Regions from separate parts of the Callithrix jacchus genome. Here region 2 is linked to region 1. Evidence: chromatin contacts called from public Hi-C data. All regions are on one chromosome and are shown on one strand. The core of a region is the stretch at or near the end of the contact, and the rest is flanking DNA. Distances in the headings are between cores, read along the strand shown. Region 1 overlaps LOC118152914 (a long non-coding RNA gene). Region 2 holds the start of PNRC1 (proline rich nuclear receptor coactivator 1).

Region 1 (6,493 bases), core at 1,994-4,493:
GTGTTTTTAGTAGAGACAGAGTTTCACCAGGTTGGCCAGGCTGGTCTCGAACTCCTGACCACAGGTGATCCGCCCTCCCAAAGCACTGGGATTACAGTCATGAGCCACCGTGCCCAGCCAGTTATGCCTTATTCTTTTAAATTGTTGTATAATATCCCATAGCATGGATAGACCCAAGTTTACTTAGCATTCTCTTATTGATGAGCATTTACGTTGTTTCCTCTCTCTCGTTTTGCAACCATTGCAGAGATAAATATCCTTGCACATGTCTCTTGGTGCATATGTCCGAACATTCCTTCATACTAAACACTGAGAAGTACGATAGCTGGGTCATATCCTAGATATACTTTAATTTTACAAGTACCGCCAAGTTGCTGCAGAAGTGCCTGTAACAGTTTATTCTCCCTCTGTCAGTGAATGAGGCTACCCACTTCCTGCACCTTGATATGTGTGTGGATATATGTGGATTCTTATTTTCATAATTGCTAATAAAATTGAATATTTATTTATTTATTAAGAGACAAGAGTCTTGCTCTCTCACCCAGGCTGGAGTGCAGTGGCACAATCTCAGCTCACTGCAACCTCCTCCTCCCAGGTTCAAGCGATTCTCCTGCCTCAGGCTCCCAAGTAGCTGGGATTACAGGTGCTCATCACCAAGCCCAGCTAATTTTTTGTATTTTTAGTAGAGCTGGGGTTTCACTATGTTGGCCAGGCTGGTCTCAAACTCCTGACCACAAGTGATCTGCCCACCTCAGTCTTCCAAAGTGCTGGGATTACAGGCATGAGCCGCTGCACCCAACATGAACATCTATTTATAGAATTACATTTTCATATTGTTTGTCCCTTTTTTTCCTATGTAGTGTTTGCCTTTTTTTTTAATCTTTAGTAGTCTGTATACGTGTTTGATGTGATAAATATCTATTTAAATATCTATATCCACATATACCTACATATAAAATATTTCCCACCTACTCATTACTACGGTTTTTCCTTTTTTTGTTTTATTTAAGGCTTTCTCTAACTCCAAGATCACAAACATAGGATTTTAGTGTGAGGTAGGAAATTAGTTTTATTTTCTAAATGACTAGACAATTATCTTGATGCCATTTAATGAATACTTCATATTTTCTCTACTGCTTTGAAATACTTTTTTTCATACAGTAAATTCCCATATAAATAGCAAATCTTAAACTTATATAGAAGTGGATCTGAAACCAAGAGAAGGAGGAAGTCCATGAGGAGAGAATTGGAATTGGCTCCCTGAACTGTCTACACATGGGAATTTCCAGCACAGGAAAGCAGGGGACTTTCTAAAGCAGGAACTGTACTTTTTGGCATCAGGCAAATGAACTGGCAACTAAATACTCCATGACCTAATAACATTAAATCATTTAACAATTGATTATGCCATTTTGCTTTTTTCTTTCCAAAACCTGTAAAACAACGTTACCCGCTTTGGCACAGCAAATTAAGGTGAAATTATACAAAGTGAGAATCAGCTATATGTCAAGTATAGGCCTGTAACAAAAAAGCAGAGCTGCTACAAATGTAATTAAAATATCCTGGAATTTAATTTTCTCTTTTCAATGTATTCCCCATATTATAGTCAGAATGATTTTTTTTTTTGTCAACATGCCAATCTGGCCGGGTGTGGTGGCTCACATTTGTAATCCCAGTACTTGAATCGCTTGAACCCAGGAGGTAGAGTTTGCAGTGAGCCCAGAATGCACCACTGCACGCCAGCGTGGGCGCCAGAACAAGACTCCATCTCAAAGACTATATATATATACATATTCATGTACATAATAGAAAAAAGTATATGTGTATAGTAGAAAGGTGAGTGGCACGATCAGACTGTTGTTTAAGATAATGATGGCAGTATTTTGGAGGTAAATGACAGAGAGGTAAATTGAATGACAGGGAGACCTGCTGTGAGGTTATTATAGAGATGCTGATAAGACACGATGGAAGCCGGAACTAAAGCCTCGGAGAGGACATAGAGGGGAGGGCCAGAATGCAGAGACACAGAGAGGCTGAGTCTACTAGGTTTTGCTGACACTCTCAGCTTTGGGCATTGAAGGAAGTAAAGAGGGAAGCATTAAAAATGACTCAAGTTTCTGGCAAGGGCAACTGGGTATCCAAAAAGAAGAAGAGAAATAGACATTTCGTGAATTAGGCTGTAAGAGAAGCCCTGTTTTGACTGATGATGTAAATGAGGGCTTTCCACTTTCTGAAAAACTGAACTCTACAGACACAATGAGACAACTCCCACATAGTAGTCAGCCATGGTCCTTCACGTCCGACAGCACAGTCCCAACGCCCTGACACCCTCGTCACCTGATCTGATCCTGTTGCCCCATCCTAATGGAACTGAAAACAGTGGTGTCAACGAACTAAACTACCCACCAACTGTGACATATTCAAAGCCTGTACAAGCTTGCTCTATGAATGGAGAAGACATTCTAAGGGGACCCCAAAAGAAAATAAAGCCTTTTCTGTCTTCCCAGGGAAGTTTTAGGCTAAGGAAACAAAATGAACACCACATGAAATAGTGGGCAAAGATGCAAGAAAGTTTAAGGTTAAGTGCTACATTATGAAGTCAATTCCAATCAGAGGAAAGTCCACTCTAGAACAGCCAGGAAAGATATTCATTTGCATTGACCATCTACTGCCAACCCACCACCCATAAGTCACACAGTTGCTAAGTGGCAGAGCCAATGCATAAAGCCAGGAGAGACTGTCTCAGATCTGGTGCTTCAGGAAGGTGCAGTGTCTCCTTCAGCAGGAGACAGGGAGGTGCCCGCTGTCCAGCCTGGATGGGCTGGGAGTACAGCTGGGAGCTTGGGGCATCCTGGGAGGAGAAGCAGAGTGACAGGTCTGGCATGTGATGTTCATCATCTCGGAATGGAGGCCTTCTGACTGGAGACTTGCAGCATGCCTACCACTGCTGGGTGTTTTAAGCATTTCAGTTTGGCAATAAAAAGTCTAGTAACATAGGCACAAGCCTGGAAGATTCAGTGACTGCTCACTGACTGTTAGGAGTAATTATTATAAAAGAGCAGCTGCGAAGACATGACTCAGCCCGCCCCACCTCAGAACACTCCAGTCCCACCTAAGGGCTTTCTTTCCAAAGTCCGTAGAAACCAGGCCAGCTGAGCATTCACACTGCTGCTCTGTTCAAGTCACACTCCAGATCCGTGGTGTTATTGGTGAGAACGATGACTAACTAGCAGGATGATTTACATGCCTGCGAGTTCCGACTTGGTCTTTTTCCTGTCAGCAAAATTTACTACTATATTCTAGCTGTCCTACGTCAAGACTAAAAATGGTTACACTCCAAGCAGTAAAGCATATCCAGCCAAATGACAAGCAAAGAAAGATGAAGGACAAGTACATAGACAACATGGGCTGGGCTTTATCAGAAAGGACAAGGGCAGATATAGTGCTGGCCAAAGAGTGTTGCAAGTGAGGAATTTCCTGGAGCCTTATGCAAACTCCAGTAATCCGGGGCAATGGTGCCATTTCACTTCTGTTTTGTATTAACAAGTACTGGAAACACATAATGAGTGACCTAGTTCTTTTCCCATGGATTTTCCCTTTATTAGAGCTATGCTCTGGTAGGTTACGTCATTATTTTTTTAAAAATCAACACTGAGCACTATTTTAAGCTAGACCTTGACTTCAAACTTCAAATGTCATTATAATATTTAATAAATATAAATTCAGTTATATAAACAGTTTTTGTGGCTTTTGCATTCTGTGAAATTCACCAATATGAAGTGTACAATTCAATAATTTTAAGTATATTTACAGAGTTGCACAATCATCACCACAATAATTCATTTTTTTTTATTTCAGCTTTTCAACAGATGATCATTTCAAGGAAATTATAAGCCACAAAAAGTCTGTAACTGGGGGTGAAGCAAGATGGCAGAATAAAAGGCCCCAGCAATCATCCCCTGCCACAGGAACACCAAATTTAACAACAATCTGCATTAAAAAGCCCCATCATAAGAACCAAAAATCAGGTGAGCACTCACAGGATCTGGTTTTAAGTTCCTATCACTGAAAGAGACACTGAAGAGGGCATAAAAGACAGTCTTGAACTGCCAACACCACCCACCCCTCATCCCCTCCCACACCCCACAGCAGCTGCTGCGTGGCAAAGAGAAATGTGTGCTTAGGAGACAGAAAGCCCAGCATTGTGAGATTTTGCATTGAACTCAGTGCTGCCCTGTCACAACAGAAAGAAAAACCAGATTGAGCTCAGCTGACACTCACCCGCAGAGGGAGCATTCAGACCAGCCCTAGCCAGGGGCAAACTGCCCATCCCAGTGGTTGGAACTTGAGTCTGGCCAGCCTCGCACTATAGGCTGAAGTACTCTGGGGCCCTAAATTAACTTAAATGGCAGTTTAGGCCACAAAAACTGCAAGTCCTAGTGCCGTGCTGGGCTGGGAACTAGTGAATTTGGAGAGCACATGCCCCAGTGAGACATCAGCCAGGGCAGCTAAAGGAGTGCTGTGTCACCCCTCCCCCATCCCCAGGCAGTACAACTCACAGCTCCAATGGAGAACTTTTCCCTCTGCTTGACAAGAGGAGAGGGAAGAGAGAGGATGACTTTGTTTTTCATCCTGGATACCAACTCAGCCATAGCAGGATAGGGCACTGGTCAGAGTCATGGGGCCCCATTCCAACCCCTAGTTCCCTAGCTCCCACACTCTGGGACCAAAGGGAAACTATTACCTTGAAGGGTTAGTCCTATCATCGCAAAGGAATAGAGAGGGGTGGGAGTGTTGTTTCAGAGGATATTTGAGGCAGCCTTTGGCAGGATCCTTGAATTGAGTGTAGGAGTGATCCCTGAGGAGGTCTGGGGGAGTGCATTTCAGACTGACTCCAGCAAGAACAGAGGCCCTTAGACCAGGCCAGCTTGGCAAAACCAAGGAAAAGCAAGGCTAGTGTGTAGGGGAAAGAGAGGGAGTGAGAGTGATCAAGAGGTAGTCAGGGGCCAGGGTAAGCACTTGGGAGTTTTCTCTATAAGATAAAAAGCCATTGGAGGCTTCTGAGCAGACCAGTGACAGGATCTAATTCTCATTTTAAAAAATCACTTTGGTGCCATTTGGGGAACTAAATGTATAGGGGCAATGCAGGGCAAAGGGAAGCCAATTAGGTGGCTTCTGCAGTGTTAGGTGGGAGTTGAACTTGGGTAGTAGCAATGAAGATAGGGAGAAATGGTCAAATTGGAGATTTTAGCCAGGCGCAGTGGCTCACGCCCGTAATCCCACCACTTTGGGAGGCCGGGGCAGGTGTATCACCTGAAGTCAGGAGTTTGAGATCAGCCTGGCCGACATGGTGAAACTCTGTCTCTAAGTACAAATACAAAAATTAGCTGGGCATGGTGGCAGGCACCTGTAATCCCAGCTACTAGGGAGACTGAGGCAGAAGAATCACTCGAACCTAGGAGGCAGAGGTTGCAGTGAGCCGAGATAGTGCCATTGCACTCCAGCCTGGGTGAAAAGAGCGAAACTCCATCTCAAAAAAAAAAAAAAAAAAAGATTTTATATATCAATATATATATATGTATAGATTTCAGATCATATATATATTTATATTATATCATTTACTATGGTTTAGGTGTGAAATGGGAGAGAAAAACATTAAAGGATTACTCTAAGGTTTAGCCCTGAGCCACTGAAATGGGGAACATTCAAGAAGGAATAGGGGAGTGGGTGTTTAAATCAAGAGCACCTAAGGAATGGATACCGACAGAGAAATCCAAGGGCTGAACCCTGAGATGCTCAGGATAATGGGAAGGATTAGTCAAAAGGGACTCAGGAGATACGGAAGGACAGGGTGGAGTGCTGGAAACCAAATAGAGTTAAAAAAAGGTTTTAAGAAAGAGGGAGTGATCAATTAATTGTGTCAAATGCCGCTGACAGGTGGAGTAAGACAGGACTGAAAATTGATCATAGGATTTGGCAATGGAGAAGTCACTGAAAAAGTGGTTTTGGTGGCGTGGTCAGCAGGCAGAAAGCCCGTTCATACTGGGTTAAAGTGGGTCTGATAGATTTGGGATCACCTAGTACTAATTATTGGCCTTGGGTAAAGCGTTTAACCCTCATCTGCCAGAGGGAATTATAACGGTAATCACCCAATGGGCTCTTCCTATACACTGCACAGATACAACCAGTTCACAGTGTTGAACAAATAGATGCCGAAGAAGCAAGATTGCTTGAGGCCAAGACTTTGAGACCAACCTGAGGAACATTGTTGCCTGGCTCTGCAAAAAATAAATAATCAGCCAGGTGTATTGGCTCATGTGCAGTCCTAGCTACTTGGAGGCTGAAGTGGGAGGACTGCTTGAGCCCAGGAGTTTGAGGCCACAGTGAGCTATGATCACACCAGTGCACTCCAGTTTGGGTGACAGTTAGGCCCTATATTAAAAAAAAAAAAAAAAAAAAAAAAAAAGGCCTCCAACTGTAAGACAAGCACTTT
Region 2 (6,493 bases), core at 1,460-3,959, 41 kb after region 1:
TTTTGGGTGGAAGCCTTTAGATAATCTCAGGGTGGGACACGTCACCAGAAAGACCAAGTGATTTTAGGATTAGAGAGTTGCAGCTTTCAGCAGCATTCACCAACCTCCAGAAAAGGTGTGAGGGGCGGGGCTGGACATAAAGCACTATAAAAACTCAATCAATAATATTTGATGAGCTTTCAGGTTGCTAACCAAGTGGCAGTGTTAGGAGGGTGGGGCACCTAGAGAAGGTGTGGAAGCTCTGCCCCTCAAACCGCTGATCATCTGTATCCTTTATTTATTTACTTACTTATTTGCCTTTTTTTTTTTTTTTGAGACAGAGTTTTGCTGTTTTTGCCCAGGCTGGAGTGCAGTGGCGCAATTGCAGCTCACTGTAACCTCCGTGTAAGGTCTTTTAGGCTGACTGACAGCCCCATGGACGCCATGTTAACCTCTGTGACCTGCACAGACACACTCCAGACGAGTTTCTGGAAAATCTAAAATAACTGGAAGACCATGAAAAGAGAAAGAAATGATCAACCCCTTTGGTCTCTACTTAAGACATTCTCTACTGCTCCCTTATTCCTGCCCCAATTGATAAGGCCACCGGACTTTGTAAACAAGCTTGGTCAGACTCCTGACCCAGGCCCTAAGACCCCCTCCCAGCTTGCAAACCTACCACCTCTAGGCAAGAGGCCACTGCACTCCAACCTGAGTCTCAGAATAAAAGCCCCGTCTAAAAACAAAGTTTATAAAGTGATTGGGAAGCATTTTTCTGGATATTCAATCTATCCATCAATCATTTCATTTGAGGCACCAATTGCTTACTACCCCAAAGCGGAAACTATTGTAGGGGCTATGAGTGTAAGATTATTGTGATCTTCTAAAAACATAGAATATAGTGTGGCAGGTAGTACAGCTGTTGTTAAAACTTTGGTCTTGCCATACCTGGACTGGAGATCAAATTCTGATGCTAACTTACAGTTTGATCTTTCAGAAGTCCTTTACCCTAAGCCTCAGCTTCCCAGCTGTAAAATGGGGATAAAATACAGTACTGTCCATCTAAAAAGAAGAACCTGAGGCAAAATTAGGCCAAGATTGAAGACTGCAACCCAAGACCATAGATTCAAGCTGCACTGAATATACACTCGGATTAGCCACAGTTAAAAGTAGGTTTTTAAAGGAAAAGAGGCAGCTCCTAATTGTTTACCAATGTACATTTAAAAACTATACATTGGTCGGGTGCAGTGGCTCAAGCCCGTAATCCCAGCACTTTGGGAGGCTGACGCGGGTGGATCGAGGTCAAGAGATCGAGACCATCCTGGTCAACATGGTGAAACCCTGTCTCCACTAAAAATACAAAAAAATTAGCTGGGCATGGTGGCGCGTGCCTGTAATCCCAGCTACTCAGGAGGCTGAGGCAGGAGAATTGCCTGAACCCAGGAGGCGGAGGTTGCGGTGAGCCGAGATCGCGCCATTGCACTCCAGCCTGGGTAACAAGAGTGAAACTCTGTCTCAAAAAAAAACAAAAAACAAAACTATACATTGTTCTTTATGTCTTAAATTCCAGAAACATAAAGATAATGCGCAGGCAGCTAATCAGGAACAAAATGCCTTTAAACAATTGCTCCAGGCATGGGTTGGTAGGGAAAGGAAGAGAGTGACAGAGCCTCCCTACCTCGCAGAGCTGAGGTCTGAGCTATTTTTCTTAGTACTATTCATAAGGGTTGTTGCGAAGTTAAAGTGAGATAATTTACGTAAAGAACAGTTCCCGGAACATAAATACATGATAAATTATGGCCACAATTCTTTTTTGTGGGTGAGCAGTGCGGGGAAATCAAGAGAGATTTCTGTCTACACACAGCTAATAAAATACTCTGTAGGTTGCAGGGCTGTTTCACTTTCTCCCTTGGAGATAGAAGCCAACTTGCTGCTTCCTCAAGTACCAGATACAATGTTGCGATCTCAAAGTCTCACAGTATTAAGTCAGAAAAAACTCCAACTTCCGTTTATGGATTTACAGAGAACTTATTATACATTGAGGGGCCAATTCAACCAGTAAGTCACTTTGACTTTTACTCTGATCACCAGGACTAACAAGCAGCCTTGCTGAACCAAGTAAATGAAAGAATCGTGAGCCACACTTCAGTAGACATAATTTAAATGTAGACTGATTTTCTTCACGATTGCTAGGGAAGAAATCTCTACAACATACTTAAAAATCTTTTTTAAAAATGATAACGCTGTTATGTTGGGCTGAAAATAAAATTGATACTTCCCCAAGGTCAGCAGCGGAGGAGGCAACCGTGGCCTTGCCAGAGTCGTCCCGCTTCCCCGCCCCCGTTCTTCCTGCCGCCCTCCTCCTGCCCCCTCCCTTCCCCACCCACAATCAACAAACTCCCCCGGGACATTTCAGTCCCACCACTCTTTAGCCAGGCGAGGCGCGGAGCGGTGCTGGGGAGGGGTTAGGAGGGTGGGGCGGAAACCCAACTTCATTGTTCGCGGGACCGACTTTTCCCGAAAGAGCCCGCTGGCAGCGCCTGCGCAGTGCGCGCTCTTTGTGCCAGGCTGCAGCAAGCTGGTTGTTTGTGTGTGTCTACCCCAAGCGGCGGAGGCGGAGCAGGGGCGTGGCCTGCACCGTCGCATTCTGATTGGGCTTTCCCAGGGAGGTGGGCGGGCATGGGGCGGAGCTTCCGATAACAACACTTGGAGCTGGGGCTGTGGCTATTTGTTGCTGCGCCGCCACCGCCCGAGTCATGTTCCGCGATCTTCGCTGGCTCTCCTAGCAGCATCCGTCGCCGCTACCCCGTCTTCACAGGCTTCACCTTCTTTTCTCTTCGTTGCTGAGCGATAAGCTTCCTAGCGCTATGACCGTCGTCTCCGTCCCGCAGCGGGAGCCGCTCGTCCTGGGTGGCCGCCTTGCGCCGCTTGGCTTTTCCTCCCGCGGTTACTTCGGGGCCCTCCCCATGGTGACCACGGCTCCGCCGCCTTTACCCCGGATCCCGGATCCACGGGCACTGCCCCCGACCCTTTTCCTCCCTCACTTCTTAGGGGGAGATGGCCCGTGTGTGACCCCACAGCCTCGTGCTCCAGCAGCTCTGCCCAACCGCAGCCTCGTCGCGGCTGGAGGCACACCTCGGGCAGCGCCGAAGAAGCGGCGAAAGAAGAAGGTGCCGGCCAGCCCTGCAGGGCAGCTGCCCAGCCGCTTCCACCAGTACCAGCAGCACCGGCCGAGTCTGGAGGGCGGCCGGTGCCCGACGACGGGCCCGAGCAGAGCGCAGGAGGTCCCGGGCCCTGCCGCCGTTTTGGCCCCGAGTCCTGCAGCCGCAACTCGCACGGAAGGAGCCAGCCCCGACCTTGCCCCACTGCGGCCCGCGGCGCCCGACCAACCCCCGCTCAGGAAAGAGGTAAGGGTCGCTGGGGGCCGTTGAGGAGTCGGGCCCTTAGACGGTCGTGGTGGAGCTCTGGGGCTGCAGGCCCTGCACCCGGGGGGAGGGGGCGGGGGGGGGCGGCTGTTTACTCGGGAGGGAAGTTTCCGTGACGCCCGCTCCAGTCTTGCTTTGGGGGAAGAAGGGGGAAGGGGAGGCATGCGCTGGCGCTTGTGATTGGCTCCCAGGAGTCGGCCAATAAGAAGCGCCGCTGCGCCCCAGCAACAGCCCCGATTTAGAAGGCTGGCGGCGTTCCAGGGGGTTTCGGCGTTCCGGGCGCTCAGCGGGCTGGGGGCAGGGATGGGGCCCGCGGGAGGCCTGACGTCAGCGCGCGCTACGTGCCCGACGCTCCTGCGCCCATGAAGGAGGCGAGGCAGGGCGGGGGCGGCCGGGAAAGAACGGGGCCCAGCCTTCGGCTTCCCGGTTGTCGGGAGCCCCAGTCCTAGTCAGTGAAGCGCGGAGACAGTCTCTAAGGTCCCGCCATTGCGGGCGGAGTGGGCTCCGAGCAGCTCGGTTTCGTTTGGTTGGAGCCGTGCCGAAATGTGAGGCGTCCAGTATGGGACGCGCAGTCCAGCTGGGGCTCTGCCGGCCGCGGGGCTGACCTACTTAGTGGTTCTAAGTTATGGGTTGGCAGGAGCCGCACAAAACTGATTTTATTACGGTTGCCACTGTGTACTTCGTGTTGGTGTGTCCACAGTACGTTTTCAGAAGGGTTAGCAATTGAATTGACTTAGGCTGTGTGATTGCAGTGCTATTGGATTAGGACAAAATGGATAGAAGTTTAAATGGGATTAAGTCTACGAAATGATTTCAAAGTCTTGGCAAATAACGTTTGATGGGCTTAAATGACTTACTATTTTCGTAATAAAATCAAGTTCCCACTATTTAGTGAATGTTGCATTGACTTAGAGATTTGCAGTTTAGCTGTGCCCTTGGGGAAAAATGCTCACGGCGTTTTTTGTTTTTTTGGTGCGGTGGCTGGGATCACTGCGTTTCTTTAAATTATGTTCTCAGATATCTCCCAAGTTTTAAAATTCCACGACTTTTGAAATACCCGTGACTGTCTAAAAGCTTTTGTGCTTGTTTTCCTGGCCTGTTTTCTGGAACACGTATTAACCAGGGACCTCTGGCAGTGAACCCTATTGACGTGGAAAGTTAACTTGTGCTCTACTTTTCTTGTCGTGCCTTGTTTAGTGCTGCGTTCCAAGTTTATGCTTTTCCATGTGTTCAAGACTTCTATGAGCACCCTTAAGTTAGGAAAATGGTTAGTGAAGCAGTGTTCTTGAAGCAGTTACTAAACCAGAAAGTAGGAGGTACACAGCAAACGTTGTTTCTGGCACGGGTATCTGGAAGAGAGCTATTAGTCGTCTTCCTTAGAGTTGTTGAAGGGTGGACTTGGGTTATTTCATACTTTTTTGAAAAGTCTGAAATAGAATATGAGGCGGGCTGGAAGACGAGGCGGGCTGGGGGTGGCCACGGAAAGGTCGGACCCTGCTTTCCGCCTCGCAGGTGTCCGGGAGCCCCAGTCCTAGTCTGTGAAAAGTCCCATTTATGAATGATCCCATTTGACGTATTAGAATTTGCTTAACGTTGCATACTGGTAACCAGCAGTAGTGATTAATGGTATTTTCGTGGCGAACAAGAGTGAACCTAAAAGTAAAGGGAAATTTAAGGTTTTGTTTTTTTACTCGAGAGAGGGTCTGTCTCTTGCGCTCCAAGCTAGAGTCCAGTGGCATGATCTCTGCTCACTGGAGCTTCCTTCTCCCAGGCTAAAGGGATTCTCCTGCCTTAGCCAGCCTCCCCAGCCTCCGTAGCGGGAGGGATCCCGCCTAACTTTTGAACTGTGGTCGACGTGGGATGGGGTTTTGCTATGTTGCCCCTGCTGGTCTTGGAACTCCTTTAACTCAAGCGATCCACTTGCTGACCTCCCAAAATGCTGGGATTACAGGCGTGAGCCACCATGCACAACTAAAGTTTTGATAATTTCAACGTCTATTTTAGATCCAGGAGGTACCTGTGCAAGTTTGTTACATGGGTATATTTCATGATGCTGAGGTTTGGAGTATGAATGATCCCATCGCAGGTAGTGAGCACGATGCCCAATAGGTCATTTTTCAGCCCTTCTCCCTGTTTCCCATCTAGTAGTGCCTTGTAGTGTCTGTCGTTCCCCACTTTATATTCATGTTGTACCCAGTGTTTAGCTCTCAAATTCACTTACAAGTGAGAACTTGTGGTATTTGGTTTTCTGCTACTGCATAAATTCGCTCAGGATAATGGCCCCCAGCTACATGTGTGGCTACAAAGAATATGATTTTGTTCTTTTCTGTGGCTGTGGTCAAACTTAAAAAAATATAGATATGTGATAAGAGGTTCATAAAATTTTTATCTGGAAATTATATTTACTTTTGTGTTCTTGTCTTTGTAGGTTTTAAAATCAAAGATGGGAAAATCGGAGAAAATTGCCCTTCCCCACGGCCAGCTTGTTCATGGTATACACTTGTATGAACAACCAAAGACAAACAGACAGAAAAGCAAATATAATTTGCCACTAACCAAGATCACCTCTGCAAAAAGAAATGAAAACAGCTTTTGGCAGGATTCTGTTTCATCTGACAGAATTCAGAAGCAGGAAAAAAAGCCTTTTAAAAATACCGAGAACATTAAAAATACGCATTTGAAGAAATCAGCATTTCTAACTGAAGTTAGCCAAAAGGAAAATTATGCTGGGGCAAAGTTTAGTGATCCACCTTCTCCTAGTGTTCTTCCAAAGCCTCCTAGTCACTGGATGGGAAGCACTGTTGAAAATTCCAACCAAAACAGGGAGCTGATGGCAGTACACTTAAAAACGCTCCTGAAAGTTCAATCTTAGATTTCAGATTTCAGTATGTTTGTAAAACATAAGTTTTCCCATATCCCTGGACTCTTGAGAAAATTGGTACAAAAATGGAAATTTGCCTTGTTGCAGCATACAAGTGCAAAAGATGAGTTTGAAAAATCACAGCTTGTATTATATTTTATATTTTGTAAATACTGTATACCATGTATTATGTGTATATTGTTCATATTTGAGAGGTATATTATAGTTT

The links. A called contact is a pair of places that touch in the nucleus more often than the background predicts.
Region 2: a Hi-C map of skeletal muscle shows a contact between it and region 1, with 2.1 times the contacts expected there. The contact joins the promoter of PNRC1 here to the enhancer-like site in region 1. A contact is called at or near these places in 2 of 3 Hi-C or Micro-C datasets (both in skeletal muscle).

The regions. Positions count from the first base shown.
Region 1 is chr4:95,088,943-95,095,435 of calJac240_pri, forward strand. It overlaps LOC118152914 (a long non-coding RNA gene), which reads left to right. Exons shown (of 7, transcript XR_013534379.1): 7 at 3,859-5,594. Among named protein-coding and RNA genes, the nearest start is that of PNRC1, 41 kb to the right of the region's middle. Within about 2 kb of position 3,244, at least 13 of the 16 cell types and tissues checked have an H3K27ac peak or open chromatin away from gene starts, as enhancers often do. A contact at or near this core is called in skeletal muscle, where this site is marked.
Region 2 is chr4:95,130,098-95,136,590 of calJac240_pri, forward strand. PNRC1 (proline rich nuclear receptor coactivator 1) reads left to right here and starts at 2,710. Exons shown (of 2, transcript XM_002746811.5): 1 at 2,710-3,386; 2 at 5,833-6,493. The coding sequence starts at 2,847. The coding sequence ends at 6,276.